2 separate regions of the Mus musculus genome follow, and region 1 is linked to region 2. A link is a contact called in public Hi-C data. All regions are on one chromosome and are shown on one strand. The core of a region is the stretch at or near the end of the contact, and the rest is flanking DNA. Distances in the headings are between cores, read along the strand shown.

Region 1 (3,910 bases), core at 618-3,117, 64 kb after region 2:
CCCTCAGACTTACTAGTTTGCTAACAAAATTGGTTGAACACCCCAAAGAGCTTGTGTTTTTGCAGATTTTACCTTCTGTTAGGAAAGTAAATGTTTAATAATTGGTTCTCCAAGAAAAGTCTTTGTGACAGAGTCTCACATAGCCTGGCTGGCCTTGAATTTGCTGTGTGGCTGAGTCTGTCTAGACCTCTTGACATCTTACCTCTATTTGTCTAGTGCTAGGATTATAGGTGTGTACCATCTTACATCCTTTATAAGTAACAGTCTGGTTTTTTTTTAAGGTTTTTTGAATGAGTTTTGTCTCCATGGACACTGTGTACCAAGTGTCTGCAGTCGCCACGGAGGCCAGAAAAGGACATTAGAGCACCTGGAACTGGAGTGGCAGACAGTTGTGAGCTGCCATATGGATACTGAACCTTGGGCCCTCTGGAAGAGCAGCCAGTTCTCTTAACTACTGAGCCATCTCTCCAGCCCATTTACTTTTATTTTATAAAATAAAAAATCATGAGAGAATGACACACTTTGCATTGTCCTAAATCCCTTTCGAGAACGTACTCAAAGGCGGCCAGATTGGTACTTGAATTTGATTTGTATGATGTCATGCCTTACGTGGTCTCTGGAAATCTCCATTAGGGAGCAACCAAATGCTGTTTCCGTGTCCTGCACAAACAGCTTTGACTTCATGGGAGCTCTTGAAAGAGTTCTGAGACTTCCAGAGGGTCCCAAGGCCATGTGGCAAGAACAGTTGTGCTAATAATTTGGTTTTCCGTAGAATCTAGGCAGGTTTCTTATATTCCATTTTACAGATGAGAGAATAAGAACAAAGCACAATTCAACAACATACCCAGGGGCATTTAACCAGAAAGTGGCAAAATCAGGATTCAAACCAAGTTCACTTTGTTTACACAGATGGGGAGTCGAGCGGGCAGCTACCACAGGTCATCCCTCTGAGGCTGAGATGTCCTTCGACTCACTCGCTGTTGTCCCAGCTCAGACAGGCTTTGACCTCCTCCCTGAGCTGAGGTCTCTCATCTGCTCCCCCCAGTTTGTCCTGTTGCCTGCTCGAGTGGTCCTTTATTCCCACTCCGCTGTGACATTTTTTTTTTCAAACTGTACCCATTGGACCACGTGGTTCGTGGGGACAGGCGCCATGTTTCTCTTGAGGACTGGTGCACCATTGTGGGCTGACAGGGGTGCTCCAGAATTTTTGCTGAAGGAAGAAACAAATAAAATAACAGATAAACGTTCAGCAAGATGGCAGACACAGTCCGTCTGTCTATGTAGGGTTCTTTGCTATTGGGCCAGGGAGGGCGGGGGCTGAGTGAGGAGGGGAGGATGGTTAAAGAGATCTCACCCCCAAGCTGCATTTACATGGATGCTTGCACTGTTATGCCTACAGGGCAAATCACAGGCTAAGAAAATCCTCCCGAATCTCTTCACGACGTCCCTTCTGCTCAGTCTCTATCGCTTTGCACTCACACACTCAGTGACCTCTAGCAGCTGACACCTAAATAATGGAGACCCCTTTCTGCACGCCAGGTCCTGGCAGGTGGAAGCAGTTAGTGGACCTCAGTATCTCAGTTTCCCCTTCTGCTATCAACACACTCCTTCACACCAGTGACCTTTTAGGGTTCTCAGAAGTCCCTAGAAGGGAGAAGTGTACTTTTGGGAGGGGAGGGAGAGCCACGCAGAAAATGTGGCTAGGATCCTGCCTGGAAGGTCACGGGGCTGAGTTTGAGCTCAGGGACCTTTAAGAAGCAAAAAAGGGAATTGAGAATACCACCAGGGATCTGCTCAGTCAGGACTTCCTGGAACCCCGGCTCCACAGCGAACATCGAGCCTTCCTGAGGTCAGAGCTGTGTCTGACTAAGAGGAGATGGAAATAGGAAGCTGGGAGGGCGAACAGAGAGGAGACTTGGCCGGCCAGTTCTCCCAGGCACTGCCAGCTCACCAGGTTGGCTCCAGGTTTCAGCAGCTGAGTTAGAACTCTTGGGAGCCTCTCAGGCTTGGGTAGGTGACTGCTAGCCTGCCTTGTCCAGCTCTGTCTACAAGGCAGGTAGGTGCTTTCCCATCTGTGCCCAGCGTTCTATTAGCTGGTCTGGAGTAGGCAAGCAAACCAAGACTGGTGCCTCTCAAAGGTCATCGTTAAAATGTGGTCACGGCCAGAGATGTGTTACAACTTAGGGCTAGTGTGCATTCGAGACCTGCCTATGGGGTTCCATACCCAGCTTTACAAAACAAAGAATGCTCTTTACCATGGAAGGACCATGCACCTGCATAGTAATAATGGATATGGTCAGACAGTTCTCACTTTGGAAGGCACTGTGAATATAGCCTGGGGTCACAGGATTGTGGCTTTCAGTGGAGAGTAGAAAGAAGGGGTAAGGAAAAGCAGGGGGGTTCAAGGAACCCCAGGCAGGAATCAGAGTATTAAGGAACAGGTGTGATGAGAATCCAAGACGTTCCTGGGACTGTAGACAAGCTCACCCAAACATTATTACAGGTAAAATCTTGTTCAAGTAAGAAGCAGTGGTCGTCAGAGGATCCTACCGGTGCCTCGTGTTACATCACAGTGCTTGGTCCAACTCTAACCCATGACCTCCTAAAGGACAGTAGCCTGGGCTGGACCCACTAGTGTGTAAAGGGCTACAGTAGGGCTGGAATGGCATCGGAAAGAGATATGTGGGGACATAAAGCAAAGGCAGGTGACTGTGGAAGTATAGATACACACAGGCTGTGCTTCTGCTCTGTAGTTTTAGCTGCTTAGAGTGGGTTCCCTGTCACCCTTCTCCTGGAGGTGCCCTAATCTCCAAATCCTCAGATAAGGTAGTTTATTCATTCACTCAACAAATATTTATTGACTACCTGCCACGACAGGCCTGGGTTCTGCAGAATCAGTGATGAGACTTCTGTTTCTCTGCCCCGCAAAGCTCTCGATCTAGTATTATTAGACAGGTAATCACAGTGGGCAGCGTTGTAAACCCAGAGGGTGTCCAAGAGCGCATCCTACCTGGGATGCTTCTGAGAAGACAGGTGATGGCTGAGGCTGATCTCCCCGAGCCAACAGCACCTGAGTGGAGATAAGTGTGTGGGAAGCTGATTAGGAGGCATTGGGGACTGGCACCATTCCCAAGGCAAGGGCAGAAGCAAGGCTGGGGAAAGGAGTTAGACAGAATGTGGTTTCAATGGAAGCCTCAGCTAACCTCACAGAGAGCTCAGAGCTAACGTGGCTTTTCAGTACCATCTCCGTTACATCCATCCCTGGCCACTGGCTCGGCTTGGGATGAGACTGATCTCTTCAGCTGAGAAAAACCTCCAAAGAAAGTTGACAGCAGAGGAGTTTCCATGTCATTGTCTGGAGCCCAGGACGTAGAGTGAGCTTCCGGGGAGCTGTGAATGATCAAACGCAGCCTACATGGTAGACATTAGGTGTGTGCCTGAGCAGATGCTTCGGCTGGGACAGCGGACTGGGTGTCCTCACTGCTTCCTGTGCGGATGTGGGGTGGCATGAAGGTCTGAGATACAGGGACAAGTGACTGTTTTCCTTCATTGTTTGCTTTGAAAGCAAGGTGGCTTTCCCGAGCTGTCGTGCTCCATTTCACGGTCCAGGCTCAGCATCTACACTGTCTGCGTTACATCATCCGCTTGCCTTGTATTCTAGCACAATTGGGATCAGGTGGGTGTGACCATCATTGTCACCCACCCATCCAAACCGCCAGGAGGTCCTTTTGTTGTTGCCAACCCGTTTGCTTTCTCTGTCCCCAGCCCCGGCCCCAAACTATGCCATCTCTTACCTAACAGTGGTGGCTATGACATGGAGCTGGAAAGAAAACGGGAAATAGGAGCATGGAAGGAGACCTGCAGAGAGAACCCCTGGGGGCATTTCAAAGAAAGCCCAAAACATAATGTT
Region 2 (4,088 bases), core at 103-2,602:
ACTCTGGTCCTCACACTTACACGGAAAGTGTTTTTAACTTGCCACCTGCCTGACCCACAAATACTTCTTTAAAAAAAAACAGTTAAGAGTACATTGTTGCTGTCTTCAGACACACCAGAAGAGATCACTGGGTCCCATCACACATGGTTAGGAGCCACCATGTGGGTGCTGGGAATTCAATTGAGGAATAGTCAGTGCTCTTAACCACTGAGCCACCTCTCCAGACCCCACAGATACTTTAAAAAGAGAAACCCCAGTAACTTGTAAGAGGGAGAAACTCACAATGGTTGGCTTTAACATTTTGATTAGTTTTTAACCTAGAATTTGTTTGTTTGTTTGTTTTTTACCTTTTTTCAAGACAGGATTTCTTTGTGTAGCTCTGGCTGTCCTGGAATTCGCCCTATAGTTCAGGCTGGCCTCGAACTTAAAGAGATTCCCCTGCCTCTGCCTCTTTAGTGCTTGGGATTTTGTTTTTGTTTTGTTTTGAGAAAAGGCCTGCGTCTGCTCTGAGGTATGCCTGGATAGAGGGACCCTTGATTTTTTTTTTAATCAGCAAATAAACTCGTCAATACTCTTGAATCAGGGATATTTATTGCTTTGATAAGGTTGAAAAGGAAATGCTGACTTTCAGCTATTAGCCACTGTATTTAAGGGCTAAGGGCAGAGATGGACGAGAGTTGTCTCTGCACCATAGTGCTCTCGACCTTGTTACCAAACGTTTTTCTTGGAAGGGACCTTAAATCTCATGACCGTTAAAACACTACGCGCACCGCACCGCACCGCACTGCACCGCACCGCGCGCACTCTTGGCTTCCCACTGTGATGACGCAAGGCCTTACCGCTCTTCCGGAAGCCCCAAGCCCGCCCATCTGAGCACGTTTCTGGCTGACTCCCGCCTCCTCCCCCCCTCCAGCGTGTTATGGGTTTACTAGCTTTGGCTATCTGATCCTTAGCAGTGTCTCACGCAGATGGATTCGGCGACCACCTTTGCAAAGACATTAAATCCCAAACCCACCACTCTGCCAAACGTGCACGCGTGCACCCGCGAATGCAATCCCATTGGAAAGTTCATTAAGACCCCGCACTCATGCAGCCCCAGCTTTTGCACAGCGAGGAATGCTGCAGTAATCAAAGGCACCCAAAGGGCTTGGCTGGGGTTAGCTTTCCTTTCCTCTCCCCAGGCCAACACCAGTTAGCTTTCCCTTTCTCCGCCTCCGCCCCGCCATTCTGGCGCCTCCCACCACTCGGCCGCCTGCTCGCACCTGTCACCCCCATGCTGCCGGAGGCTCTGTCAGGGAGGCGGGGAGCGGGCTGGTGGCTGCTGCCCCTCCGCCTCCAGTGCGCTCTTTGGCTAGCCCGGTGGAGGGGGGGCTGAAGATGATGGGGGCGCTGGCGCCTGTGATGCTGCGGCTTCTGTGACGTTCAGGCCAGGGGATATGGCATGTAGGAAACTTGAAGGTTCATGCCAATGATGTGGGTGGGAACAAGAAAGGATCTTTTGAGTCTTGGAGGTTGAGCAGACAGCTTCCCCCGCCACCCCCCCCCCCCGGACCAAGACTTGGGGCAGCTGGCCACGCCACAGTAGGCCAGGTATGTGGACAGCGGTCTTGGGTAAGGACGGGGTAGGTGGGGGCTTAGAACCTTATCTGGACAACAAAGCTGCTCCATTTTTGCGGGGAGTCTAGGATTCCTCTAAGGATGGTTGAATCTCAGTCCAAGCTGTGCATGTGTGCAGTACACACACCTGTGCATAGCTTTCCAGGGTGACCTTACAGTTTTTTTACAATTACATTTATTGTGTGTGAAAACTTTCACACCACATCCAGTGTGTGGTGGTCAGAGGACAACTTTTGGGAACAGTCACCTTCCACAGTGACTGTTCCTTTCCTGGGACTAAATTCAGGTTGTCTAGTATTAGATTCCATTGCAGCAGGCTTTAATCACAACCCCCCCCCCCCCAAAAGCTGGACACGGTAGCATAAATTCTTATTTAATTCTGGCAGTGGGGAGGCAGAAGTGGGAGGATTTCTGTGAGTTTGAGGCCAGTCTGGTTGTTCTACGTAGTGAGTTCTAGACAGTCAAGGCTACATCCCATCTCCCACCGCCCAAGTAGTTTTTTCCTTCTGAGACAAAGTCCCATGTAGCCTAGGCTGGCTTCAAATTCTTCTTGTAGCCCAAGGCTGGATTACAGGTGTGTACCATCATAGTCAGCTCATTCTAGGGGCTAGAGGCATATCAGTGCTCTTGTGTCCTCTGCCACCCTATGCTCCGTGATCAAGAAACTCCTGCTGGGCAAGTCATCACCTCACCACGCAGACGCTCAAAGTAATACCAGGTAAGACCTCTTGCCGATGGGCCTCAGGACAGGTGCAGGCAGGTGAGTGGGTCATGCAAGCCCCTCCCCTTCTGGTGCCACTGGGCTGCCTGGCCTCTTGGCCTCCTCCTTTCAGCCCAAGACTTTGGCCAGGGATATCCCTGCTGCTACAGGAGATGGGCATACCAGAGTGGAGGGATTGAGTTGGATATGACAGGTAGCAGGACAAGCAGCTCTCTGGACAGGCTGATGCCAGTCCTCGCTCCAACCACGGAGGCTTGAAGGAATCCACTCCAGCAGCTGTCAGGGTTGTGGAGTACTGCAAGCAGGCAGGCAAAAGAGGCGACATCACAGCCTACAAACACCCATCGTCATTCCAAATTTTATTGCTTATAGAACTCAATACACCCCAGATGCAGCACCGTGGCTGCCGTTCATGTGCTGGGGCCAGGAGCAGCCTAGATCCTTGCAAAGAGCTGGACAGAGCTATCCTGGCTGGTTGAGGTGGGGGGATGAGTTTCCCTAGAGAAGTCTCTGTGCCCCTCCCAACAAATGATTCACAGTGAACTTAATGCTACAATGAGTCCTAAGCAGCTGTTTCCAAGTCCCACCAGGAGAAGTCCCAGCTAGGGCAGTGGGGGCGACGATGCTCATCTTAAGTCTGAAAGAAGCTTGAGGGGGGGTCAAGCCTGTGTGGATGATGGGTCAAGACAGTCCCTTCTTCCCCATCCCCTGGCCTGCCCCTGCTCATGCAGAGCCAATGCTCTGCTGGAAGGCAGCCAGGAAAGTGCTTTGAGGTCACCTGAGTGCAAAGTGCTGCTGCTGGCAATGCCTTGCCACACCATGCTGGATGCTGACAGTGTGCCCCCAGAGGGTGGCAAGCCCTGTTTCTGTGGCTTTCTTGAGTTTATCATTTGCAGACCGTTCCTGTCAGGTGGGTCTCACGTGTCATCCTTCATTGCCACAGATGAGGGACTAGAGTGCCAGGGAGCCAGTGGGGCTGACGCTGAGGAGTGCTGCCCATAGCCACAAACGTGAGGCCCGAGAATCATGTCTCTTCTGTGGTCCCTGGTTGATCAAGGAGCTCAATCCAGGATGTGGGCTGCAATGACCTGAAGGCTCAGTGCATTCTAGTGCCCTTCCTGCTCCTTCTGTCTCACACTAGTCAAGGCCAGGGAGGCTAGACACGGGGCCAAGAACTCCACAGCCCCTGGGCCGGCACACCTACTGCCTTGCCCTGTAGGAGCTGGGCAGGAACCCCTAGACACTCTCCTGCCTTCCTAGGGGTACCTGCTCTTCGTGACCCAGGCTAGAAGCTGCTCCCCAACTGCTGGCAAGTGCTGACTGACCCATGTGGGTCTGGCTACCTTGTTTGGAGAGTCACAGAGACCCCTGTTTTCCTTCCTCCTTGTCTCCTCATGAGGGAAGAGTTTCTCCTGCCAGGAGGCAAGTCCTGGGAGGTGCTTTACTCTGTTCCCTTCGCTGCTCTGCTCACAAGCCCTGGTCTACATGCTGAACCAGGGACTGGCAGGTCCCTGTGCAGACTCATCCAGCATCTCAGAGCACCAGCGAGCACTGAGATCAAAGGAAGCCTGCCGTGGCCAGAGTGGAGCTGGTGGTGGAAGACAGGACTAGGGTCGGTTCTCCAGCTGACCATGCTTGACCCTCCAGGTCCAAGCAAAGCTGCCATCAGGGGCCAGGGTGCACTGCAGGTCGATGCCCGAGTCTGGCACCTCCATGTCATAGCAAACAGGCTGTCCATCTTTGGTCACCA

Evidence for each region. Hi-C and Micro-C count contacts between places; a contact is called where the count stands out from the background.
Region 1: a contact with region 2 is called in a Hi-C map of bone marrow-derived macrophages, with 67 read pairs. The contact joins the enhancer-like site here to the promoter of Spata32 in region 2. A contact is called at or near these places in 8 of 39 promoter capture datasets (the C10 cell line, the HPC-7 cell line, cranial neural crest and 4 more), 4 of 15 datasets of contacts at CTCF or cohesin (CD8 T cells, the G1E-ER4 cell line, large pre-B cells and 1 more), 67 of 484 Hi-C or Micro-C datasets (B cells, the Ba/F3 cell line, CD4 T cells and 44 more), 7 of 115 datasets of contacts at active chromatin or transcription factors (the HPC-7 cell line, embryonic stem cells, large pre-B cells and 4 more) and 3 of 9 other capture datasets (adipose tissue, bone marrow-derived macrophages and liver).

The regions. Positions count from the first base shown.
Region 1 is chr11:103,280,149-103,284,058 of GRCm38.p6, forward strand. No RefSeq gene overlaps it. Among named protein-coding and RNA genes, the nearest start is that of Map3k14, 15 kb to the left of the region's middle. Within about 2 kb of position 1,868, at least 29 of the 459 cell types and tissues checked have an H3K27ac peak or open chromatin away from gene starts, as enhancers often do. A contact at or near this core is called in the Ba/F3 cell line, the CH12 cell line, the HPC-7 cell line and 2 more, where this site is marked.
Region 2 is chr11:103,217,080-103,221,167 of GRCm38.p6, forward strand. It overlaps Spata32 (spermatogenesis associated 32), which reads right to left and starts at 1,353. Exons shown (of 5, transcript NM_177801.3): 1 at 1,263-1,353. The coding sequence starts at 1,275. It overlaps Gm51920 (a long non-coding RNA gene), which reads left to right. Exons shown (of 3, transcript XR_003949777.1): 3 at 1-109. It overlaps Gm34823 (a long non-coding RNA gene), which reads left to right and starts at 1,531. Exons shown (of 4, transcript XR_389061.4): 1 at 1,531-1,590; 2 at 2,174-2,335. It overlaps Map3k14 (mitogen-activated protein kinase kinase kinase 14), which reads right to left. Exons shown (of 16, transcript NM_016896.3): 16 at 2,685-4,088. The coding sequence ends at 3,946.